Linked DNA regions of Mus musculus: region 2 is linked to region 1. The links are chromatin contacts, called in public promoter capture Hi-C maps. All regions are on one chromosome and are shown on one strand. The core of a region is the stretch at or near the end of the contact, and the rest is flanking DNA. Distances in the headings are between cores, read along the strand shown. Region 1 overlaps Dcaf8 (DDB1 and CUL4 associated factor 8). Region 2 overlaps Atp1a2 (ATPase, Na+/K+ transporting, alpha 2 polypeptide).

Evidence for each region. Capture Hi-C pulls out chosen DNA fragments and counts their contacts.
Region 2: a contact with region 1 is called in a promoter capture Hi-C map of adipose tissue. The contact joins two enhancer-like sites. A contact is called at or near these places in 3 of 39 promoter capture datasets (the C10 cell line, cranial neural crest and embryonic stem cells), 1 of 484 Hi-C or Micro-C datasets (bone marrow-derived macrophages), 2 of 115 datasets of contacts at active chromatin or transcription factors (cardiomyocytes and pancreatic cancer cells) and 4 of 9 other capture datasets (adipose tissue, embryonic stem cells, liver and 1 more).

Annotation. Positions count from the first base shown.
Region 1 is chr1:172,179,631-172,183,349 of GRCm38.p6, reverse strand. It overlaps Dcaf8 (DDB1 and CUL4 associated factor 8), which reads right to left. Exons shown (of 14, transcript NM_001357204.1): 7 at 3,333-3,443. Among named protein-coding and RNA genes, the nearest start is that of Pea15a, 25 kb to the left of the region's middle. Within about 2 kb of position 2,304, at least 7 of the 459 cell types and tissues checked have an H3K27ac peak or open chromatin away from gene starts, as enhancers often do. A contact at or near this core is called in adipose tissue, where this site is marked.
Region 2 is chr1:172,275,203-172,279,017 of GRCm38.p6, reverse strand. It overlaps Atp1a2 (ATPase, Na+/K+ transporting, alpha 2 polypeptide), which reads left to right. Exons shown (of 23, transcript NM_178405.3): 18 at 24-147; 19 at 338-483; 20 at 631-761; 21 at 2,796-2,897; 22 at 3,009-3,100. The region is part of intron 1 of LOC115487369 (a long non-coding RNA gene); the gene reads right to left. Among named protein-coding and RNA genes, the nearest start is that of Gm39704, 12 kb to the left of the region's middle. Within about 2 kb of position 1,672, at least 89 of the 459 cell types and tissues checked have an H3K27ac peak or open chromatin away from gene starts, as enhancers often do. A contact at or near this core is called in adipose tissue, where this site is marked.

The DNA.
Region 1 (3,719 bases), core at 1,055-3,554:
ATACTTTTAATGTCAGAACTCAGGGGGCAAAGACAGGAAGAGCCTTCCAGTCAAGACTCCAGTGAGACCCTGTGAAAACAAAATAAACCACCACCACCACCACCACCATCCCGCCAAGTCCAGTGAGTCAGCACAGCGGTGAAAAGTACTCAGTGCTCAAGGCCCACGGGCGGGGCGGGGCGGTCTGTGCTGGATGGACTACTTCTTGTTCCTTAGTATCTAATACTCTTTGTTCTTTGTTTTATAAAGGATACTTATAGCTTTCTTTCTTTTTTTCCTCCAATCATAAAATAGGATGCCAGACTATGAGTTGGCACACTGTTCACCAGGACAGAGAAGCCTGGCGGGCCATCAGGCATCCGAGCTGAACATGATGCTGGTGAATGAATATGTGACTGATTATGACTATTATGGCTATGTTCCAGTAAAACTGTATTTTTGAAACAGGATCTTTGATTCTGCATATGTATAACCTGGATGTGGGATGAGCAAACCGATGCAGGTATCCACAGCAGTGAGGGCACTAGATCCCAGAGCTGGAATTACAGATACCCGTGAGCTACCCAACATGGGTGTGATGCTCTAAAAAGGTGGCATTTCAGGCAGTGGTGGCGCACACCTTTAATCCCAGCACTTGGGAGGCAGAGGCAGGTGGATTTCTGAGTTCGAGACCTACCTGGTCTACAGAGTGAGTTCCAGGACAGCCAGGGCTACAGAGAAACCCTGTCTCAACAAACAAACAAACAAACACCCCCCCCAAAGGGGGGAGTGGCATTTCATTCTAACCACTAGGTTGTATTGTAAAACTTTGGGGTTTTTTTTGGTATTTATTTATTTATTTAGGGGTTCAACTACAGTGGACAACTGCTCTAACCTGTGCTCCCCCAAACTCTTAAGTCAATCTATATAGTTTCATCGTTGAAGCTCACACTCGAATTGCCTCCATTTGTTAATTTCTTTTTTTTCCATTTGCAAGTTTCTTTTCTTTTTGTCTGCTTTGGCTTCAGATAAAAAAGTCTGTCTCCTTAAACCTGCCTTCAAATGCTTTTTCACAATCCTAAAATAAAATACAGCAATAGTTATGTGAAGTCTTGAGGTTAAACAAGCTATTTCTCTGTATTCCTTGCTTCTTTCTTGAAAGAAAACTGTAGAAATTCTTTTAGGCCAGTATCAAAAGCAATGGTTTATTATACCAAATGAGATATTTGGTATAAATGTTTTCAAATTTGTACCAGAAAATAAGATATTCCAACACCATTCAGTAAGCTAAAGTGTCAGAGAAGCTGAAATGAATATAACATCAGAGACGATCTGGTACCAAAAGGATTCTGCTCTGCAGAATCAGTGTGGTGCAAAATGCATATGCACTCCTGCCAAGGAGACAGTCTGCTAAGATACTAGGGGCACACAAATGGACAGGGACGAAAAACATTAACCTTAATAAAAGAAAAGATCTGAGTATTTTACTCCTTTGTGCATTGAAATGCTAAAAACTATTCTCAGCCTTCCTTTTAGCCTTGAGAAATTAGAAGCTGTGGAATAGGGCACTGGAACTTTATTAAGATCTTCGAGTAAGTCAATACAGCCAACTTATCCATTCCTCTTTAGATAGCCTGATCCCCGTGGTTATATTCTTCATGATAGAGACTTTTAAAGCAATCTATTTCTTCAAGGAAAAAAAATTCCAACTAGACGATCAGTGAATGTATGGAGCGTAACCCAGAAAGTTCTGACAACAGCCTTTTTGATCAATGGCATCGTATAAAAAAGAGTAAGGGGCTAAAGAATTGTGCTGGTGCTAAGAGCTCCTAGGACTCACATGGTAGCTCCCAAGCACCCACCGCTCCCTTTCCAGGAGATTCACCGCTCTCTTCTAGCCTCTGTGAGTGCCAGGCACACACCTCATGTACACATATACATGCTGGCAAAAGACTCATACAATATAAACACATAAAATATTGCTATATAAAGACTACTAAATAAAAGAAACAAATTGTGCAGAACTCTTGAACAAGGTAAACCATATGTTTTCTGAAAACTTATCTCATGATTCTAATGCAAGTAATTTCACAATAGTTAAAAAAAAAAAAAAAACACAAGTGTTTTCATTACACAGGAAGAACTTCCACTACCAGCACAACAGAAAAAGCAAACATTTTTCTAATCATGCCATTCCTCCTTTTTCAAACTGACAATCCCAAAGAAATGTAGTTGCAATACAGCAGCTGGCGAGCTAGGGAATGCAGAATGCAGGTCAGAAGGAAAACAACTGGTGCAGTGGGGGCTGAAAGGATGTCGTCTCTTTTCCCTGAGGATGTCTCAATAGCCAGGGTTAAAAACAGATGTTCACAGTAACAAAGATATTACTACAGACAGAGCAGTGGTTCCAAACAACAGAAACAAATTTCCTCAGTTATAGAGCGTTCCCAAGGCAAAGTCCTTCTAAATCCAACACTGTTCGAACTTGCTAGTAAGGAGCTGTCAAGATGATTAACTGGGTAAACACATTTGCTGCTAATGAGTTTGATTCCTGTAACAAGTGTTAAGGTCAGAGCTGACTCCAGAGTTGTCTCCTGACTTCCACATGCACATGCTAACATACCCTCATCTACTGTATCAGACCCACAGATTAATACAAAATTTAATTTAAAAATTATCTGAAAAGATTGCTAGTACAAATGTTAATTTATATAGGAAAATAGTGGAAGGCACATATGGGTTTATGTCTTAGCCACTATTTGGGACAATTTTATCATTCTTTGAAATGTGATAATTACTTTAAAACATGATAATCCCAGGACTCGATGATAATAACCAGGCAGTGGTGGTGCATGTTTTTAATCCCAGCACTTGCAAGACAGTGGCAGGCAGATTTCTGAGTTCGAGGCCAGCCTGGTCTACAGAGTGAGTTCCAGGACAGCCAGGACTACACAGAGAAACCCTGTCTTGAAAAAAACCAAAAACCAAAAAACAAAAAACAAAAAAAAGAAAGATAACAGACAATAGCCTCAATGCTCTTTTCTGGCTTCCTCAAACACCACTCATGAACATGGCACCCAGTTACACATACGCAAACAAAACATTCATGCACATAAATTAATAAGATTAATTTTTGAAAATGATAATCTGTATACCATAAAACTCCTCAAATCGTTGTAATAGGGAACAGACTGTCTCAGAAGGTGCTTAAGCATTCCCAAAAGGGTAAAAAGTTCAACATGGTAGTTAACGAATTCCTACAGTTTTCTAACTTAGCACTGGGGAGCATCGGGCAATATACAATGTATCCTAAGTCTCAACCTCTCAAACATACAAAAGACTGTTGAACTCACCTTACATACTGATCTCTTCCACCCACTGCAAACTGGTGGGTATTGGCAGGGTTCACATAGATTGTATACAGCCCCACTTTCTTCTCCTTCTCTTTTGTCACCACTAGTTTCCTTTCAAAAGTAGAAAAAGCATATAGTTATTATATCCTCCAAAAGACCCAGATGGAGCTCAGCATGGCAGCTCAGATGTGGAATCACAACACTTAAGAGATTCACTACCTGAAATCAGGGCCAGCATGGGCTATAGTGACTTCAAGGCCAGCCTGAGCTACAGAGAAATGTCTCAAAAACAAAAACAAAACAAACACCACTACCACCAAAAAAAACAAAACAAAACAAAACAAAAAAAAACCTTCAAAGATCCAAGATGGTCATGAAAAGTGGAAA
Region 2 (3,815 bases), core at 423-2,922, 96 kb before region 1:
CTCCCTGTGTCCTGTGTGTACAGGTTCCTGCTATCTCATTAGCATACGAAGCAGCTGAGAGTGACATCATGAAGAGGCAGCCACGAAACTCCCAGACAGACAAGCTGGTGAACGAGAGGCTTATCAGCATGGCTTACGGACAGATTGGTGCGCCCAGCCAGGGCTTGGGAGGGTATCCCCTAAAGGTTGCTTCTAGTTCCCGAGAGAGATGAGTGACGGGTCAGGAAAGAGTCCAGCTGCCGGAGAGCCAGAGACTTCCATCTCTGTCTCCAAGGGATGGCCCTTTCCCTCCCCTTTCTCTACTCAAGTCCCACCTTTTGCTTACAACTGCTTTCAGGCATGATCCAGGCTCTGGGTGGCTTCTTTACCTACTTTGTGATACTGGCAGAGAATGGGTTTCTACCATCGCGGCTGCTAGGGATCCGCCTGGACTGGGATGATCGGACTACCAACGACCTGGAGGACAGCTATGGACAAGAGTGGGTGAGTGGGGCTGTGGACGTGTGCCGCAGACGAGAAGGGGCGGGACTGAGGCTGAGGTCCTGGTTGGAATTGGCTAGGAGCAGCCAAGAGGCTGATGATGGGCTAAGTGCCAGGTTTAACAAGTGTCCCTTCCTCTCTTCTGCCCAGACCTACGAGCAGCGGAAGGTGGTGGAGTTCACATGCCACACGGCCTTCTTCGCTAGCATCGTGGTTGTGCAGTGGGCTGACCTCATCATCTGCAAGACCCGTCGCAACTCAGTGTTCCAGCAGGGCATGAAGTGAGCACCTATCACTACCGGTCCCTACCAGGCAGAGGCCTCTGTACATAGTCACCAACCCACATAGGCCAGGATTCCAACACCAGCTCACCTAAGCTCCCGGGGCTCAGGTTTGCTAAGGAACTGTCTGGTTGTAATAACATACTTAACCTTGGCGGTGTTAGAAACAGATCAAAAGTGAGGACGGAATGGCAAGACTCTTTCTCCTGAGTTGTAACATTGCTCGGAAAGTTACTTTGTTATCGTTTCCTCCCTTCATGTTCATCTTCCTTGTTTTCTTCCTCCTCCTTCCTTCCTCTTCCATTCCCTAGTTAAATGGCATCCATTCCCCAGTTCTAAATCCTGGGTCAGGTCTCCTGTACTCCATACCAACACTTGGCAGGTAGCCGGGTTTATAGCATTGATCTCGTGTGCTGCATCTGCCTAGGGGCACATTCAGGCCTTCCTACAGTGTGGCACCATATGCCTCCTAGGGAATCAAGTGTCTCACTCTAATCTTAAAACGGCTCCTCCAGGTGGGTATCATTGGACACTGTGTGGGCAAGAAGTTCCATGAGGTTGAATGGTTAGGCTGCGCAGCTGCTCATGGTTGTCTGGGTTGGTCTCTTCACCCCACATTGTAGTATCTCACCTGTCATGCGTACATCTGTCACCTCATCCACACGTGATTTTAACACAGATAGGGACTGAGTACTGAAAGAGCCAGGCTCTTTTTTCCCCTACCATAAACAAAGGTCACTATCTCAGGGAATCTAAGAAATTAGGCACAGACCTGTACAAGACACTTATAAGGAAGTATGTGGGTGACACAGGAAGTAGAGACAGAGCCAAACTGATTCAGTCAGTCCACAGAGAGGCAAATAAGAATGATACAACATGAGCAGGAAGCTAAGCTAAACCCAGGAAGAAGCATTGATACCCAGAAACCACCTCGCCAGAGGCGGCCTCAGAGTGCCCAGGCCTCTAGACCGTTAGCAGTCCTCAGAGATACTGTCAGCAACATTTCAAAAGGAGATGTGAAACCAGGCTCTTACTTGCAAGAATCTGCCAGGTTTTCTAGTGGGTCATCCTTAGATAATCCTTAGTGACGGCATATTAATCCATATTAATTCTTGGAACCCATGAATATTTATAATAAATTTTAATACATTCACCACTAACAAGTATAAATTGGGAGACAAAAATCAATTAAAATATGGGCTGTGTGGAAAAGGAACAATGAGACATCCCTGTGTCCCCTCCAGCCTTCACCTCATGCGGTTTGTAACTGAAGGAAAGTTGTCTTCTTTTCTCCTTATTATACATAGAGAGCAAGCACACAGCTCCAAGAAATTAAGCTCTCATCAGTCACCCAAAGTCAGGCAATGGAGAAGCCAGCCACACTTGACAGATCTGACTCTAGGAACTGCCCTCAGCACTTTGCTCGGTACTACTTTTAAATTCTGATGCAGACAACATAGGTTAACCATTTCCTGTGTGCTATCACAGGAGCAAGCCTTGGCTGGGATCAGTATCTCACAAGCATCCTCTTCATTCAGGGTCTGTGATAAGCAACCACCCAGGTCGAAGGAGATGCCGAGAAAGAGGGCTCGGTCCAGAGGAGCTTTTAAAGACATCTTGTTGGGAAGACAGCATCTTCCCAGCCCGCGGACCTAGCGCACAATAACAATATCATATGTTGCCTGTGGACAGGCCCCTGTTGACTACAACATCTCTGGCACAGAGTTACATAAGAAATAACTTAATGAGCACACACACACACACACACACACACACACACACACACACACGCACGCGCGCTTGCACGCGAGCAAGTGAGCGACAGTAATCAGAGGTGAACAGAACAAGCAGAAGAAAACATTTGTTTCCTTTGGTTATGTAAAACATGAGAGGGGGTTTGAAAGGGACTTGGATGAAGGACTTCCTCACATTCCTTCCGGCTCCTTTCCCTTCTATCCCCAGGGGTGTCCCTGGAGTTCCACCTCCCGCTATCCTCCCACAAATCTACCTGCCTTCTTTCTTTTGTCTTTCTAGGAACAAGATCCTGATTTTTGGGCTGCTAGAAGAGACGGCTTTGGCTGCCTTTCTGTCTTACTGCCCGGGCATGGGGGTTGCCCTCCGGATGTACCCACTCAAGTGAGCGTCTCTCTAGGGCTGATGGAGAGGGAGCAAGATGGACTTTAATTCTACCTTTGTGACACTGTTGCAGCCTCTGAAGCTCCTGACACTTCCCTCTGTTGCTTCCAGGGTCACGTGGTGGTTCTGTGCCTTCCCCTACAGTCTCCTCATCTTCATCTATGATGAAGTTCGGAAGCTCATCCTACGGCGGTACCCTGGGGGTAAGCATGTCCACTCTGCAGAGAGGTCTGTCTGACCTAAGGTCCCAGGAGCCCTGAGCATCCCGGCCCTTTTCCTCTATATCCTGTATCCCATCTACCTTAGGGTTCTCTAAGGCCTCCACTTTCCCTAGAGCAGTGTTTCTTAACATTCTTGGTGCTGTGGCCCTTTAATACAGTTCCCCATGTTTTGGTGACCCCCTCCCCCACTCCAACCATAAAGTTATTTCGTTGCTACTTCATAACTGTAACTTCGTTACTGTTATGAATTGTAATATAAATATCTGATATGCAGGATATCTGGCACGCGACCCCTTTGAGACAGTAGACCTTGGGAGGCCTTTGGGCCTGACCTAGTTCTTGTCTTGACTTCAAGCGGTGGAGTTTTGCTTTGACCTGTGAAAGGGTCATTTGACTCCCCAAAGAGGTCACTTCCCACAGGTTAAGAACTACTGCTCTAGAAGTCCAGGTTCGAACGGTCAGGTTAGAAGGGCCCTTCAAGGTCATCCAATCCTCTACACGCTTGCTGATAAAAACGATGCACAGAGGTGATGTATCTGTTTAGGATCATAAGGAAACCCAAACACAGAGCTCCCGATTCCCAGGCATCAACCAAGGCCTGGTTTATGTTCCCTAGACACATCTTTGATCATTTGCTGGGTTGAAATGGATGGCCTACCACACGCGGGCTACAGACAGTGTTTGGTGTACAGTAGCC